Linked DNA regions of Nomascus leucogenys: region 1 is linked to region 2. A link is a contact called in public Hi-C data. All regions are on one chromosome and are shown on one strand. Each heading gives the region's core, a stretch centred on a gene start, on an enhancer-like site or on the middle of the called end of the contact. The rest is flanking DNA. Distances are from core to core; before and after follow the strand shown.

The links. A called contact is a pair of places that touch in the nucleus more often than the background predicts.
Region 1: a contact with region 2 is called in a Hi-C map of a lymphoblastoid cell line, with 10 times the contacts expected there. The contact joins two enhancer-like sites. A contact is called at or near these places in 2 of 4 Hi-C or Micro-C datasets (a lymphoblastoid cell line and an unstated tissue).

The regions. Positions count from the first base shown.
Region 1 is chr8:12,121,636-12,125,993 of Asia_NLE_v1, forward strand. It overlaps PIK3CB (phosphatidylinositol 4,5-bisphosphate 3-kinase catalytic subunit beta isoform), which reads left to right. Exons shown (of 24, transcript XM_030816749.1): 15 at 1,772-1,915; 16 at 4,264-4,358. Among named protein-coding and RNA genes, the nearest start is that of FAIM, 81 kb to the right of the region's middle. Within about 2 kb of position 1,601, the one cell type or tissue checked has an H3K27ac peak away from gene starts, as active enhancers do. A contact at or near this core is called in a lymphoblastoid cell line, where this site is marked.
Region 2 is chr8:11,882,672-11,887,212 of Asia_NLE_v1, forward strand. No RefSeq gene overlaps it. Among named protein-coding and RNA genes, the nearest start is that of FOXL2, 32 kb to the left of the region's middle. Within about 2 kb of position 2,825, the one cell type or tissue checked has an H3K27ac peak away from gene starts, as active enhancers do. A contact at or near this core is called in a lymphoblastoid cell line, where this site is marked.

The sequences.
Region 1 (4,358 bases), core at 351-2,850, 240 kb after region 2:
CTTCAGTGAACAGTTTGTACAGTCTCCCTTGGGTGGTGCATTTGTGAGAATCTATGAGATTCACTGAAGAAATGACTGTCTCAGACAATGAAGTTTATCCATTTTCTTTCTAGGTTCAAAAATGAGGCTTATGTACTTTATGGTTGTTGAAAAATAAAAGCCCACAAAATAGTGTGGATACTATGATCCTTTTTTCTTTTTAAAATCGTGTATGTTTTAAGCTGTGTAATAGCCAAAAGAAATTACACAGACTCACCAATAGTGCTTACTTCTGGGGAGTGAAATTAGAAGTGTGAGAGAAGAGGAAACAACTTCCTATACTTTCTATTTTTTACACTATTTATAGGTTATATAATGGGCATGAATTTTACAATAAACCTAATCAAAATTGTGTTATAGGTAGTTTTAAAAAATGAATTCCCAGTTGCTTCACCATCTCCTTAAGTTTGCATTGGAGATCTCTTGTGGAGGGGCCACCTGGTTCTCCTTGGGCTGAGCCAAGTGTTTTTCTTAAACACATTGATCCCTCTGAGGAGATTGCGGTGATCCGTGTATTCCGTGTAGCTAATTCTGGTGGTTTTTCTATTGTGAAATTTTCTGGTTATGAGTTTTTGGTTTTAGTATATAGTGCCCTGGGTTTCAGTCCCAGATATCTGCCTTAGACTACTAATTCCTTAACCATTTATTACCCAAGACTATGGAGAGTAAGTGGAGCACTTGGGGCACTTGGGCTTCATACCTTATACTGCTGGAATTGCCTCTGATGGGAGTGTGTTTACAGGTGAATGGTTTGGAGATTGACACAAAATAAGAGAACCACTAATCTTAATTAATTGAACTCAGTTAATTACAATGTTATCTGTTATATTATTTCAATGATCAATTCGCACTTATAAATGTATGCACTTTCTCATCCTTCAAACTATTTGAAGTTAAGATTTTAATTGTACATTGGTTATCTGGGACGACTTACTTAACCCTAATGACAGCAAAGGAAAATAAATTGTGAAAGTACTGATGGAATTTTTATTTTAAAAATGATTGTTTTACTAAGCACAAATTTTTTAGCATGATCAGAAATCAGTATTAAAGTACCTAATATTTTTGGTAACTCTCAGCTGACTGAAAATACAGTCATGAATTTTAACAATCTGTAGTAGTCCATTTTCACACCATTATAAAGAAATACCTGAGACTGGGTAATTTATGAAGGAAAGATGTTTAATTGACTCACAGTTCCACATGGCTAGGGAGGCCTCACAAAACTTAAAATTATGGTAGAAGGCGAAGGAGAAGCAAGTACCATCTTCACAAGGTCGCAGGAAAAGGGAAAGAGCAGGGGAAACCACCTCTTATTAAGCCATCAGATCTTATGAGAACTCACTCACTGTCATGAGAATAGCATGGAGGGCCACATTGATTCAGTCACCTCCCACCAGGATGCTCCTTTAACACGTGGGAATTACAGGGATTATAATTCGAGGTGAGAATTGGGTAGGGACAAAAGCCATACCATATCACAATCTAATTCATTTGATTAAAGTATCTCTAGTATCTGTTCTTTGACCCTCTTCACTCCCCTTTCCCCATCTGAAATCTTCAGCTTTTTTTGTGATATTGTAACAGTGGTACAGTGAAGGCAAGCATGTAACAAGCTTGACCCAAAAGAACCATTGTGTTTCAACAAGTTCACATTTGATAGTTTGATAGGAAGGGATCTTTTTCTGGCACAGGTTGTTTGGTTACTCACTGTGTCTTTTGTTTCTTTCAGTGATGAAGAACTTTCTCAGTATCTTTTACAACTGGTGCAAGTTTTAAAATATGAGCCTTTTCTTGATTGTGCCCTCTCTAGATTCCTATTAGAAAGAGCACTTGGTAATCGGAGGATAGGGCAGTTTCTATTTTGGCATCTTAGGTAAGTCTTTTATATTTTAATTTGAGCCCACCATGTGCTTTAGTAACTATAAACCAGCATAATATATTTAATAGAAAAATAGCTGCTTAAGTTTTTTTCTGAACCATTTATAACATTTATATGGTTTTGGCGCCTTCTCCTATTTCTTGATACCAGCACTCTTGATTTTCATGATTTGACAAAGTAATTCAGTTATCCAAGACCCTTATGTGTCCCTCCATGCCTGCTTGATTTCTTCTTTATTTCTTCCTTTTTTTGTGTGTGTGTGTTGTCTACCTGCTTGATTTTTAACTGAAATTAATAATGTATTGCTATTTTCCAGTAAAATGTACTTATTGTCTTAATATATTTGGGCTCCATGCAGACCTATTTATTTCTTCTAGAAAGTTGTGGGTGGTACTGTCATTACTAGTGTTATTGAGTGAAGGTAAAGGTTTACTATAATGACAGCAATTTTATTCAATTTCTTTATTAAGTAGGTAATTTCCAGAAATACACGAACCTTACTTCACCAAGTTCATATAAGAGTAAAATCAGGAATGAGAACTAAAGTTATTCTTTTGTTTTCTAAGGAAATTGTATTAATAGATTTCTCATTTCTGACTCTGTACTCAGACATTTTTTTCCCTCCCAATCTGGACTTCATAGTACTGAAACTAATGCTTGTCAGAAAAAAAAACTACCTTTTTTCTTTCTTTCTCTCTTTCTCCTTCCTTCCTTCCTTCCTTCAAGCTTCCTTCCTTCCTTTTCTTTTCTTTTTATTCTTTTTTTTTTTTTTTTTTTTTGAGACGGAGTCTCGCTCTGTCACCCAGGCTAGAGTGCAGTGGCGCAATCTTGGCTCACTGCAAGCTCCGCCTCCCGGGTTCATGCCATTCTCCTGCCTCAGCCTCTCCGAGTAGCTGGGACTACAGGCGCCCGCCACCACGCCCGGCTAATTTTTTTTTGTATTTTTAGTAGAGACGGGGTTTCACCGTGGTCTCGATCTCCTGACCTCGTGATCCGCCCGCCTTGGCCTCCCAAAGTGCTGGGATTACAAGCGTGAGCCACCGCGCCCGGCCTCTTTTTATTCTTTTCTTCTTTTTTCTTTTCTTTGCCGAGCTTCTCAAAGGCAATAAGCTCCATAATGTTGTGCTCTTAATTTTAGTTTTATTTCTGAATATGGTTTTCTTATTCATATATTTTTTTCCACTCTTTTTTTACTTCCTTGTGTTGTTCTAGAACCTTTTCTTATTTTTAACTTGTCTTTTCTCATTCATTCAGTCTTAGTTTTTAAACCCCTCAGGGAATAACAAAATAAGTGTTCCTTCCTTTTTCAAATATGTACATCACTTTTTAAGTAAGAAAAAAATTGGAATAGATGCTAATCAGGGCATTAGTCAATTATTCAATACCAGTCAGATTTCACAGATACCTGTTTCAGCCTATTGTCTTTAAATTGGTAAGATTGCCTTACCCCTACAAAAGCAAATCAGGTAAGATGTACACATTTTAGATTTCTTGGAATAAAGAATTAACTAATTATAGAATATCATAGCTTTTGAACTTTGAAGTATTAACTAATTATAGAATATCATAGCTTTTGAACTTTGAAGTATTAACTAATTGTAGAATATCATAGCTTTTGAACTTTGAAGTATTAACTAATTATAGAGTATCATAGCTTTTGAACTTTGAAGTTTAACAAATTGGAAAGTTGACCCATGTCACTAATAATTATGCACAAAATAGCCAGGCGTGGTGGCTCATGCCTGTTCCAAGCACTTTGGGAGGCCAAGGCAGGTGGATCACTTGAGGCCAGGAGTTTAGACCAGCCTGGCCACATGGCAAAACCCTGTCTCTACTAAAAATGCAAAATTAGCCAGGCATGGTGGCGCATGCCTGTAATCCCAGCTACTCGGGAGGCTGAGGCAGGAGAATCGCAAGTATGAAGGGGCTGGCCACCCCATCCACATTCGAGCCAGAAATGGGGAGGGGAGGGAAGGGGAGGGACCAGCATTTCCTTCTAAGTCCAGGACTCATTTTTTGTGCACATCACTTCATCTTGCATCCCGTTGGCTAGAACCTAGTCACCTGGTGACATCTAGCTACACGTTTTTATTTTTGGCAAGCTTGAACCTGGTGGGTGGAGGTTGCAGTGAGCCGAGATCACACCAGTGCACACCAGCCTGGCCAACAGAGTGAGACTATCTCAAAAAAGGAAGGAAGGGAGGAAGGAAATAATAATAATAATGCACACAATGACTTTGCTGTCATAAGTTTATTTTTTATAGAATAAAGAAGTCAGTATTTATTCGGTGATCTGAAGTGTTTGATAAACAAACTGTTCGGATATCATTAACTTTCTGCAGGTCAGAAGTGCACATTCCTGCTGTCTCAGTACAATTTGGTGTCATCCTTGAAGCATACTGCCGGGGAAGTGTGGGGCACATGAAAGTGCTTTCTA
Region 2 (4,541 bases), core at 1,575-4,074:
CCAGGATGGGATTGTCAGCTCTTTGAAAGAATACATCTATATGTTGGAGCATAATATCAGCAGAATTGTTGAAGTGGGCATTTTCCGGTGTTTATTAGGAACAAATAGGATATACATTCTATTTTATGAAATGAAATGTTCTAATAAAAAAAAGTCTTAAGTAACAAAAAATGAACAAATATGATTTTGTACTATGTAAAGTAGAAAATAAAGACAGCAGGGCTGGGCGCAGTAGCTCCCGCCTGTAATCCCAGCACTTTGGAAGGCTGAGGCAGGCGGATCTCTTGAAGTCAGGAATTCAAGACCAGCCTGGCTAACATGGGGAAACCCCATTTCTACTAAAAATATGAAAACTAGCCTAGTGTGGTGGCACACATCTGTAATCTCAGCTATTTGAGAGGCTGTACCCAGGAGGTGGAGGTTGCAGTGAGCTGAGATCTTGGCACTGCACTCCAGCCTGGGCTACAGAGGAGACGGAGGAGGAGGAGGAGGCGGAGGAGGAGGAGGAGAGGAAGAGGAAGAGGAAGAAGGAGAAGGAGAAGACAGCATAACTTTTCTATTACTGGAATCTGGACTTCTCAGACTGGACGCCCCTGACTAAAGTGGGAAAGTGGACCAGCAACCTCGGTTTCTGCCACCCCAGATCTGGGACACTGGCCCATCACTGATGTGACCCTTTGTAAGAAAATCAGATCAACTGAAAAGGGGGCATCCGTGGTATGAGTGGCTACTAATAAAACAAGGTATACCTAATACAAGAAAATAAAGCTGGCCGGGTGTGGTGGGTCACACCTGTAATCCCAGCACTTTGGCAGGCCAAGGCAGGGATCACTTGAGCCCAGGAGTTCAACATCAGCCTGAGGAACATGGCGAAACCTCATCTCTACAAAACAACAACAACAACAACAACAACAAAATTAGCTGGGTGTGGTGGTGCCCACCTGTGGTCCCAGCTACTTGGGAGGCTGAGGTGGGAGGATCACCTGAACTCAGGAGGTGAAGGTTGCACTGAGCCGAGATTACACCACTGCACTCCAGCCTGGGCGACAGAGTGAGACCCTGTCTGAAAAAAAAAATAAAACAAAACAACAGGCAAACCTACTACAATAAAATAAAACGGCCAGGCACAGTGGCTCACGCCTGTAATCCCAGCACTTTGGGAGGCAGAGCAGGGTGGATAGCTTGAGCCCAGGAGTTCAAGACCAATCTGGTAAACGTGGTGAAACCCCATCTCTACAAAAAAAAAAAAAAAAAAAGAAAGAAAAAAAAATTAGCCAACGCACGCCTGTAGTCCCAGCTATTCAGGAAGCTGAGGTGGAAGGATCACCTGAGCCCAGGGACGTGGAGGCTGCAGTGAGCCGTGATTGTGCCACTTCACTCCAGTCTGGGTGACGGAGTGAGACCCTGTCTCAAAAAAAATAATAATAATAAAATAAAACTGTTTTTGAATGGGCAAGAACTTGACAAAAACAAAAAATTAATCAAGTTATGCAAAAGGAAAAAAGTGAGAAACATCTGAGGATGCCCAATGCCTCCCTTCTGACACCCCCTACCTCCCACCCCCAGTCTCACCAATTCCAGAGCTGCCTCCAAGGTGCTTCCAGCCCTGAAGATAAATGGGCCATTCCTGCCCACACCAGGAAGGGGAGTGGACTTGACCCCCGGCCAAGAGTCCTGCCAAGATTAAGGAAGGAGAACCAGCAAACCTACATTTCCAGTGAGCACAGACCCATGTTCTCAGGAAGGGGAAAAATTCCAACAGGAACCACAGGAACTTTCTCCATTTTTAAAAATAGCGACCATGTATTCATTTTATTGTCACACACACACTTTATCAAGACCGAATAAAAGGAACAATATAGACAGGGGAGAAAAAAATAGAACTATGGAGCGGAGGTAAAGCCATTTTGAGCCCTCAGGGCATCCATGAAGTCAGGAAACTTGAGTTCCAACAGCAACAGAAGCCATTCTCATGCTTGGACTGGTCAGTGCTCAGCTCTTTTATATATTGTTTTGCTTTTTTTTTGAAACCAGGTCTCACTTTATCGCTCAATCTGGAGCTCAGTGGTGCCATCACAGCTCACCGCAGCCTGGACCTGCCAGGCTCAAGAGATCCTCCCACCTCAGCCTCTCGGGTAGCTGAGAGTACAGGCGCGCGCCACCACGCCCACCTGGCTCCGTATTTATTTATTTATTGTAGAGGCAGGGTCTCCCTATGTTGCCCAGGCTTGGTCTCGAACTGTTAGGCTCAAGCGATTCTCCTGCCTCAGCATCCCAAAGTGCTGAGATTACAGGAGTGAACCACCATGCCCAGCCATTGCTCAGTTCAAAGTCCAATCCTACCTTGGCGTAGGATTGTCATACCTTACGTATGTCAGTGACCCAGGCCCGCAGCCACTACGGGAAATGGACCCGGGATCCTGCAGAAGGGTTAGGGTCTGCAGATCCCGCTGGCCAAGCAGACCCCAAGGCGCGTCTGGGCTCTGAGGGCTGCGGGCAGCGGGGCTGGGGGCTGCGGGCTACGGGCTGTGGGCTGCGGCCGCCAGGTGGCGCCCTGACTTCTGTTCGGGGGCCTTCCCCTCCCTGCGGATCCCTGGGGCCCCCGCCAGGGCAGGGCGCTCGCCCATAGCGCGCCCGAAGGCTTGCGCGTAGTGTTCACAGACCGTGAAGAAGCCCGACCCCAAACACAGAGGCACTGCTTGCTTTGGCCCCAAAACCCTGGTGTAGGACCTAGGGGACGTAGGGCGGCAGGACGGACATTGGCCCGGCCCTCGCCTCCTCCTGTGACCCCGCAACCACTCACCTCCCGCGGGGAGAAGGGGCGTAAGGTGAGAGCCGAGCTGGGCCCGGAGGAAAGCTAGGCCCTCCAAGAATGTGGGGTCTTCGCCTTTGAAAAAGCGGGTCTTCCAGATGACGCCGTGGCAGAAAGCGCCAGAGCCCCAGCCTTCCTGCCCCGCCCTGCGCTGCGCCGCGCCCTCCCCCAGCCCTCCTTCCTCTTCCCGCCCCGGGCGAAAGCAGAAGTGTCCGAAAGTTGGGAGGAAATGGTCCGGGAGCTCCCGGGGTTTCCAGCTCGCCTGCGGAGCGCGGGGCTCCAGTGCGGCGCTCGCGGGGCCACCAGGGGGCGCTGTGAGGCGGGCCTGCCACCGGGGGCGCGGCTGTTGCGCCCAAGGGAGAGCCGTCGCTGCCAGCCTTAGATTTCTTTAGGAAGGGACAAAGTGATCTGGAGCCCAGGGCTGGGAGAGCCTCTTCGGGCTCCCACCTTCAGGCAGGATTAATGTCGAGCCCTGAAGGCGGGATCTCTGTCCCGCCCGCCGCTGCACTCTCAGCTCCTGGAACAGTGAATAATAGGGGCCATATTCACCAAATACTGACTGAGCGGCAACTAACACCAGGAAATGTCCTAAGTCCCGGTGATGAATCAGTGAACAAACAAAGCCTCTGCCCTAGTGAGGTTCATATTCTCCCCTGCGGGGATGGGGAAGACGATAAGCACAACAGAAGTGTAAATGCTTGTACGATGAGGATAGATGCTGTGGAGAAAAACTAAGCGGGATAAGGAGAGTGAGGCATACATGGTGCGGTGGAGACAGGAAGGTCAGGGAAGGCTCTGATCGGAGAGGGACGCTTCAGCAGATCCCTCCAGGAAGGCGCGAGTCGGCTAGGAACCGAAAAATAAGGAACACTTCAAACGTGTTAAATGAATGAGTTTTAGAGGCAAGATGCCACACTGAGCAATGGCCCCCTGGTGTGACCTGTCCTCCCTCTCTCCACACCTGTCTGCTCCCCTTCATCCATCCATTCATCCATCCAGCCATCCCACAGGCACCTACCTGCTCCATGCTGGACCTTATGTGGGGTATATTTCATTTCCATATCCCCTACACCCAAGGATATGGAAATGAAAAAGACACACTCCTGCCAGGTGCGGTGGCTCACGCCTGTAATCACAACACTTTGGGAGGCTGAGGCGGACGGATCACAAGGTCGGGAGTTCGAGACCAGCCTGACCAACATGGAGAAACCCCGTCTCTACAAAAAATACAAAAATTAGCTGGGCGTGGTGGCGCGCGCCTGTAATCCCAGCTACTCAGGAGGCTGAAGCAGGAGAATCGCTTGAACCCGGGAGGCGGAGGTTGCGGTGAGCCAAGATAGTGCCATTGCACTTCAGCCTGGGCGACAGAGCAAGACTCCCTCTCAAAAAAAAGAAAAGAAAAAGACACTCCTGGCCGGGCTCGGTGGCTCACGCCTGTAATCCCAGCACTTTGGGAGGCCAAGGCGAGCAGATCACGAGGTCAGGAGATAGAGACCATCCTGGCTAACTCGGTGAAACCCCATCTCTACTAAAAATACAAAAAATTAGCCAGGCCTGATGGCAGGCGCCTATAGTCCCAGCTACTCGGGAGGCTGAGGCAAGAGAATGGCGTGAACCAGGGAGGCGGAGCTTGCAGCGAGCCGAGATCACGCCACTGCACTCCAGCCTGGGCAACACAGCAAGACTCCGTCTCAAAAAAAAAAAAAGAAAGAAAGAAAAAGACATACTC